2 separate regions of the Gasterosteus aculeatus genome follow, and region 1 is linked to region 2. The links are chromatin contacts, called in public Hi-C maps. All regions are on one chromosome and are shown on one strand. Each heading gives the region's core, a stretch centred on a gene start, on an enhancer-like site or on the middle of the called end of the contact. The rest is flanking DNA. Distances are from core to core; before and after follow the strand shown. Region 1 holds the start of LOC120832672 (cytochrome c oxidase subunit 7A2, mitochondrial-like). Region 2 overlaps cd109 (CD109 molecule).

Evidence for each region. A called contact is a pair of places that touch in the nucleus more often than the background predicts.
Region 1: a Hi-C map of skeletal muscle shows a contact between it and region 2, with 9 times the contacts expected there. The contact joins the promoter of LOC120832672 here to the enhancer-like site in region 2. A contact is called at or near these places in 4 of 6 Hi-C or Micro-C datasets (skeletal muscle, tail fin and whole body).

The regions. Positions count from the first base shown.
Region 1 is chr15:4,681,518-4,685,589 of fGasAcu3.hap1.1, reverse strand. LOC120832672 (cytochrome c oxidase subunit 7A2, mitochondrial-like) reads left to right here and starts at 2,372. Exons shown (of 4, transcript XM_040199135.2): 1 at 2,372-2,561; 2 at 3,296-3,385; 3 at 3,970-4,054. The coding sequence starts at 2,544. tmem30aa (transmembrane protein 30Aa) reads left to right here. Exons shown (of 8, transcript XM_040199128.2): 5 at 1-11; 6 at 135-278; 7 at 375-581; 8 at 1,225-2,319. The coding sequence ends at 1,418.
Region 2 is chr15:4,584,593-4,588,509 of fGasAcu3.hap1.1, reverse strand. It overlaps cd109 (CD109 molecule), which reads right to left. Exons shown (of 32, transcript XM_040200539.2): 31 at 3,586-3,688; 32 at 3,067-3,475. The coding sequence ends at 3,276. Among protein-coding and RNA genes, the nearest start is that of cd109, 12 kb to the right of the region's middle. Within about 2 kb of position 1,454, at least 1 of the 9 cell types and tissues checked has open chromatin away from gene starts, as enhancers often do.

The DNA.
Region 1 (4,072 bases), core at 1,123-3,622, 96 kb before region 2:
CCTTTTTAACGGTGAGTATGAGACGATACACAACTTCACCATTTTTCTCCAGATGTAGAGGTTCCATCGGAACGGTTTACTACTTATTAGCTGCTCTTACTCGATGGAAACCTTATTTAATATGTTTGTTTCAGATACTCTGGAGCTGTATTACATTGATTCCAACGGCACCAGGAATGCAGTTCCTTTGGTCAAGAAGGGGATCGCGTGGTGGACGGACAAGCACGTTAAGTTCAGGAACCCTGGTGGAAACGACAACCTTACTGTAGCTTTCCAAGGTATTTAAATCAAACTGTTTTTGGACCCGTAAACACATGGGGGGGTTCTTCAGACTAACTTGTATTTTTTTTTGGGGGGGTCTTGTTCTTTCTCAGGCACATCTAAGCCGGTGAACTGGAGGAAGCCGGTGTTTGAGATGGACACAGATCCCGAGAACAACGGCTTCATCAACGAGGACTTCATCGTTTGGATGCGCACAGCTGCGTTGCCCACCTTTCGCAAGCTCTATCGTATCATCCAGAAGAAGTCCAGCAGCACCCCCACCCTAGCCAGCGGCAACTACGTCTTGAACATCACTTACAGTATCCTTTTGAATTTGGGCCGGACGTCCCACTGTACAATCAAGACTACAACTACCCTGTGGGGGTGGCTGATATCACTTTTATTGCCCTACATAATGCTTGACGGGGTAAGAGGGTTGTGCATATTTACCCGTATCGTTGGTTATCTTAAATCACATAGTTGTTAAGTAAAATCCACAAATTCTTAATCTGGCAAACACCTAAAGAACAAGTAAATATTTGAAACAAATACACTTCAGCTCGGGTTGCAGTCGACACTGGGCTGAAGCCAGTTTTGTGTCCGACCTTTTTATGAAGCAACCCAGTAATCTGAACTAAGTATAAGTGGCTCATTTGATATCAGTACATGTTTTAGGGTAGAGGGGGATCTGGGTTTTACTCAACTAGTTTTCCAGGTATCTCATACTTACAGAAGCTGGAATACTATCTAGTTATACTAAAACTAGTGTAAAGCTACTGAGGTAAACTAGCAATTGTTGCGCTTCCATGAATGGATATTTTATTTACTTTGGTGGAATCACACAGGGATATGTTTATTAGCGTTTCACAAAATGAATGGTTCTGTGCAAGCCGGGATTTAAAAGCCAAAACTTCCCATCGTTTTCTTTGTTGTTGTTTTTTCCTTTAACCGTGTGATCACCAGATTACCCCGTGCGCAGCTTTGATGGTCGCAAGCGGATGATCCTGAGCACCATCTCCTGGATGGGAGGCAAGAACCCTTTCCTTGGCATCGCCTACATCACCGTGGGCTCCATCTGCTTCTTCCTGGGTGTGGTCCTGCTCATCATCCACCATAAATACGACACCCGCAACAACAGTGCAGATATCCCGGGCTAATCTGTCCGTGTAGCACAATTTCCTGTCTGCATGCATGGTTGACCCTGAAGGCGGTCTGTTCTGCGCTGCTTGTTGACTTTAGTGTGAATACACTGGTTTCTGTTTATTGTTGTCCGAAGAGTCTCATCAAAAGCTGTGATTTTGGGCAACTAATGCAAAGAATGATGCTTGCGTCTGTGTCTCTGTACATATAGCTTTGAATCAGCTGCTGGGAATGTAATTTTCCTGTGTTCAAAGAAATGTATTTATCTTTTTATCTAAATCATATCAAAGTACCTTGATTTATTTTAGCAGTGCTTTGTGAAATGGATCCTTTTACTGAAGGATGTATGCATTTCTAATGCAGCTTTTGTCCATAACATGTACTGTAATATGTCCTGCTGACGAATGTACCATTATATTTTATTGACATACCTCTGGCTTTGCGATTACCTTGAATATAGGATGGTAAAACCATTGCTCGTGTGACGCTGGCCACGGCGAGCACGGCTATCGCTGATACCGAGCATGAAGTATGTAACTCATAGGATACAAGTAGCACCACGGTTGTGGCTATTTACCCTCTGCAGCGACTGGCTGTATACAGATGCTGAACCGGTCCTTAGGTTTACTTTTGAAGTCATAATCTGATGCTTGTTGATGAAACGCCATCGCCTCAGGCAGATAAGAGCACAAACGTGGTTTTGTTTTTACAGAGTGTTCGATCATCTTGTGTTCTTCAATGTTGACCAAATGATATGCACTTCAGTGTCCCATTTGTTTGCCCCACCACCCCTCAATTAGACTGCATCCTGTTATATAATTACATTCTTCATTAAATCCAATTCACCTGTTTTAATTTGAAATGTATAGTTTTTTTTATAAGGTTTGTAGGGCCCAATTAAACAACCTGTTGAATGTATTGTTGTGATTTAATTGCGGATCACATTTACGTGTTATTTTTTAAAAGCTTGTCATCGATACTAATATGATTACTATGATTTTATTATCATAGTAATTATAAGAATGTCCCTCGACCGGATGTAACCTGTCCACCAAGGCATTGTGGGAAGTCGTCCTGTCCCTTTGTCCTTGTGCTGCTCCTTCTCCTCTCAGCTGCACACACAACGCAACAACTGCGCCAAAATGTTCAGACAACTCGTGGTAAGACGGCTCGCATGTTCCGCAAACACATTCCGCTTATTACGGCGTAAATGTTTGCGAGGTTTATTCCAGATGAAGAGTAACGGCACTAACGGTAAAACGAGCTCGACTCGTTTCACTAACTTTGCTTTCTTAACCTAAAGCTAGATGGTAAAAGCGTGTCGCAATTAGACAAACGCGTATTTCATTTAGGAATTCTACGTAATTAGCAATGCCCTTATTGACACCGGGCCGATCGTTACGTCATCGCTTAAGTAACAGGTCGAGCGCTCGAGCGAGTGAGCTGGACGCTTGTGACGTCACGCGCGAGGTCCGATTCCGGTGTTCACCTGTAAACAGGTGCTTCCATTTGCTCGTTTCAACCAAACGAAAGTCCCGTGACCGTCTACGAATTATAATTTTCACTAAGTACTTTAATCAGCGTTGACAGCAGAGGTGAGCTCTCTTCATGCACGTGTTCCTTCCGAACAGCTGCAACGCAAGAGGTCAACCAGCAGGCGTCGCCATTGTTTCCATTCGAAGGTTTTAAAAGGATCAACCTTCCAGCTCGGGTGGTCAACGTGCTGTACAAATGTGCAACTTCACTCATCACTCGTTGAAGTCAGCTTGCTGGACTGTCGTACAAGCGTTTGCCAATTTAGTGTCAAAATAATTACACAGCATTGTCCTGTTTCAATGTCCTCGTTCAACTGTGTGAACTGCTAAATCCTCCCATGAAGTGTTTGTACCAACAGGGACTTCGGCAGCTTTCCAGCCGCACCGTTACCAGCAGTGCCAGCAGACCGATGGAGAACTCTGTGAAGCAAAAACAAAAACTCTTTCAGGTAGCGTTTGACCCTTTTATTGAGGACGAAACCTGGGAAAATAAATGTAGGAAACGTTTAGTTTTTTATTCTCTGAAATGTACAATGTTTCTTTTGGACTTGAGATTTAAAAGCCACATATGTCATTTTTTTAAAATTGAGACAAATGAGAGATATTTTGATGCTGACAATGTTAGTCTACTTTATTCCCAGGTTCTGGAGACTGAATCTTTTATTTCCCTTTTGTAGCCTGACAGATGAGTATTAGTGGATTCTTTCCTCCCTACAATGTCAAATCAACCTTCGGCTGTCGCTGGGGCCAAACTGATGCTGCTTGCAGGCTTCTAATTAAATATTCATTGCAAGATCAACGTTCCAGTGCGGCAGGCTTTGCTGAGTCCTACTTGCCTTCTGAATCTCAGAGCGAGCGCTGTTTGATTGCGTAGTGTTCTGTACCCCGCCCCCTGGTTGTTGTGGTCAACCAAAGCTGAGCTCCTCCAAAAACGTCCCGCCGTAGAACAGAGACAAGCAAAAATAAGCATTAGCACATTCTTTAAGTAGAGATGTTTATTTTGAATAACTTCACGCCTTCATTCTCTGAACAGGAGGATAACGGTCTACCCGTCCATCTTAAAGGCGGCACGAGGGACGCTCTGCTCTACAGAGCCACAATGACTCTCACTGTGTTCGGTACGTAAGCGTCGGCCT
Region 2 (3,917 bases), core at 205-2,704:
ATACTAGACATCAACACGTGAAGTCCAAAATGATGCATCAAAAGAAAGTGACTCACGCGGGCCGACGTTTCGCCTGACAGACACTAATAGCCCAGACATAATCTCTGGCGGTGACGAAGAGCGAACCAGACACCTCTTGTTCGGGGGTCATCTACCTGAGAGGATAAGATCAGGGATGGCCCACCTCTGGCAGGATGACTGAGCGGACTGTCAGCCCCGCTTTGTTCCTCCTGAGCCCCCTCTGTCTAGGGTACATTCGTCTGTCTGGGTCGGCCTGTGCAGGATCGCCGTGGGGGGAGGGGGGGTTGTACAAACACGCACTCACTCTGGGTGGGATAGAAGCTCAAAGGGTTGGTCTTTTTTTTTCTTCTTCTTCTTTTTCCTCCACGATTCGACCCGGTGAATGGAGCGTGCCTTGCCAAACAAATGCATCATTTGGGTTTCCATATGAGGTGCTTGTTTGTTGTGATGGCGGATCTTTCCCACTGATGTCATCTGGAGCAGGTCCACACGGAGCCATTTCGTATCAATGTTATTCTGAAAAAGATGCTGCTCTAAAATGACGCATCGCCAGGAAACGCCTCCAAGCCACAAAGTCTTGCTCGAAATAGCTGCGGTTTGAAAGAGTATTGCTCTTAAATCTCTGCAGCGCTGTCAAGAGGCTTTTCCTTTTTGATGAGTGTGTCTGATAAAATCTGCTCGACGCGAGACATATTTTTCTCGGTACGCTTTGAAGACGCCTGTTGTCCAGGTGAACCGCGTGTTTGGACATAACGTTCCCACTCCACCTTGACCTCTGGCATAAGCAGTCCTCTCCTCCACATTGTTTACCACGCATCTCCTTTTTGGACAGCCAACATTGCTCCTCTCAAGGCCACATTGACATGAGGGAAACATCAATAAATCTCATCAGACTCCATGGATCTGATTTATTTCGGGCTCAGCATTGTTTCCGGGCGAGACGCGACCCCCCCCCCCAGGAGCCGCTGCGGAAACAGTGAAGCGGTTCTTGCGGGATGTTACATTTTCTTCTTTTTATGCTCATGTTGATCTTCATAACAAAGTGGTGACAGACTCGCGCTGTTAAGACGTCAATCTCTTCTTCTCTGTCTCTCATGCAATTTTTTTGCTAAGAGAGTTGTCCTTCAACTCATCTTACCACTTCCCTGAGCTCTGTGTCAGTTAAGGCCCCCCGCATCAGGCAGTTGTCAACCTTCTGACAAGGAAAACACATGACATCATGACCGCTGACTGATCACTGTTTTACTTGCGGGGCTCACAAGGAGGCCCCGCTGAGTGAGGGTCATCCATCGTGACCTTTGCGCATTGGTTGTTACCCCACGTGATCGGGTATATTTTCAGCGGATGGATTAAGGATATACAGGCGGTTTGGTTCTCAGCCAGCATAAAGGACGTCATGGACCCTTTCACAATGCAGGTCTCTGGTGAGTCGGTATAATCCCGGGTGTCACATCTACTTTCCATTTAGCGCTAACAGCAAAGTTATCATTAAATCCCAGACACCGCAGAGTGTGCAGGCCAAAAGTATTTCCTATTTCTGATAGTATCAGTTTATTAAGGCTCTTGCCAATGCTTTTAAAACTATGGATATTAGGAGAGCACGTCTGCCATCTAGTGTTGATGAGTGGTACTGCAACCTCTCAGGGTCTTCTGGAAAAAGCTTTTGGAAATTGCGAGATGCAAACAGTGTTTGTTATCATGGAAACGGTGTGTAATTGTTTTATTTCTGCTTTGGGAAAACTGTGTCAGCATAGTTGCTACTTAAATTAGATTCCATTTAATTTAGCTGCCGCCCTCACCCGAAGCAACTTACAATAATCACATTCCAATACGAGGGTACAAACCCAGTCAAATCTTTGACAAAGCCAATCCACAGTAAGAAGCATCACCCATCATCTTTTTTTGTATGAGCATGTGTGTTTCCCCTTTTTTTGAAGATTCATAAATCTCCTGTGAGCTCCTGGTGTGTAGTTTCATGCTTATATAAGGTAAGGTCTTAAAACAGGAGCATATGGGAGTAAAGAGAATAAGGCCAAGACCGTGTGGTCACATGTGTTCTACATGTTCACAGTTCACAATCTGTCTTTGCTGTAATTCTTTTTTCATCCCACAGTACTGTGGTCAGGTATCTTTACTGAAGGATTCACTTAATTTTAAAGATTTGAAGGAATGAAGCAGGGGAAGCATCTGCGGGAGATTCCCTCAGATGTTCAAGGCATTTATGACATTTGAATGAAGCCAAAAGTTAAGAGTTTAAATGTGTAGAGGTTTTTACCAGAACAACTTTCATTCTCAGTTTCATTCCATGTCTGCGTTTGCACATGAAACAAAAAGCTTTACAGCCCCTTGAGCGTTCTTTCTTTGCCCAATGAGCATTCTAAAACATCTGACGCGTAAAAACCAGAAAACCAGTTCAAAGGTCGGGTACAGCGACAGAGCAAACCTTCCATCACTGGAGGAACTTCGATATTACTTCCAAATAAAAACATTTGATCACTGATCTTGGTCGTGTGAACGCGATGTTTGTGTTGAAAAAAGTGAAATATGCTACGGACTGAACACAGTAGGCTCAAAACCTCAGCAATAACATTCATATTTTATGTTACTTCAGCAACGTCAGGCCTGATCACTTACACGTGTGCGCTCCAGATCAGTCTGCATTCCTCTGGCTCGAATGTTCGTGATGTGGCCGAGGGGAATGATGACTTTCCTATCAGTCCAAATTATCTGAAAGGGCATTTTCCTCCTTGGTGCCGTATTTACATCCAAACTCATTTAGGTCTGGTTCACGAAAGTAGGACTGCTATATATCAGCGTCAGCAAAAAGAACACATTAAACCCTTCAAAGCAGGGCAAACCATTTTAGAAAATACATTTTATTTTTGCTTCAGTGTGACTTCCGGCAGATTAACGTGTGTGTGTTTGCAGAGGTGGTGACACCGGGACACATGTGGTACTTTCATTTGTTCTCTTTCAACTGTGCATGAGTTATTTTATTAAAGAGAATAGCAGGTCTCATGACCAAGGTAGAGAAATTATTGCATATCATTTTCACGGTATTTTTATTCGGAACCAAAAATTACTATTACATGAATGGAATTTGACTGATTTAGCTTCCAAAGTAGTTTCCCACATTTTATATTGTGTACAAAAGTTCAGTAGAAGTCATGTGCTCTAAGCAAATAGATTTCTAAAATATAACAACTTTGTGTGCTAGTATTATACCGTTGTATATTGGCTATCATTCCTTCTAATTAGACCACCGCAAAAAAAGCAGCGACTCCAAGAAATAGGGAAAGGACGCTGTGGGCGGCGCTGCTCTCAGAGGGAGAAAACAGTGGTGACACGATGACGGTGACGCCCGGCCTACAGGACTCGCAGTTCTCACCGCAGAGGAAGCAGGGGGTCGTGCTGCGCAGCGCGTCCGAGTTGTACGTTCTCGTTGCCTTTCTCGCTGTGAGATGGGGGGCAAATAATGTGATGATCAGCACATGACACGGCGTGAATGTCGCCGAAGAGGCACGAGACGGACGGCAGAATCTAACGACGTGTGGCTGCACTCACTGGGTTCGTAGTAGTCGTAAACCCGAACCACGGCGTCCCGCACGTGGGCCACTTTGTAGTCTTTGGTGACCGGAAGTCGGATACAAACCTCGGACTTGTTGAGCTGCAAACGGGGCCAGTGAAGTCAATATAACTCAATGTAACATTTTCTTACCTTTTTTATTCTGTCCATTGTTGTGAATATGTAAAAGTACCTTGTGATGTAGGTAGTCATGTCTATCTTTAAGTTAGTAAGACCGTAGTGACCTGTCAATCACAAGGTAGCCACTCCTCAAAGCATTTGACTCTAAATGAGACCCTCAATATACTCGATGAACATCATGCTATATTGA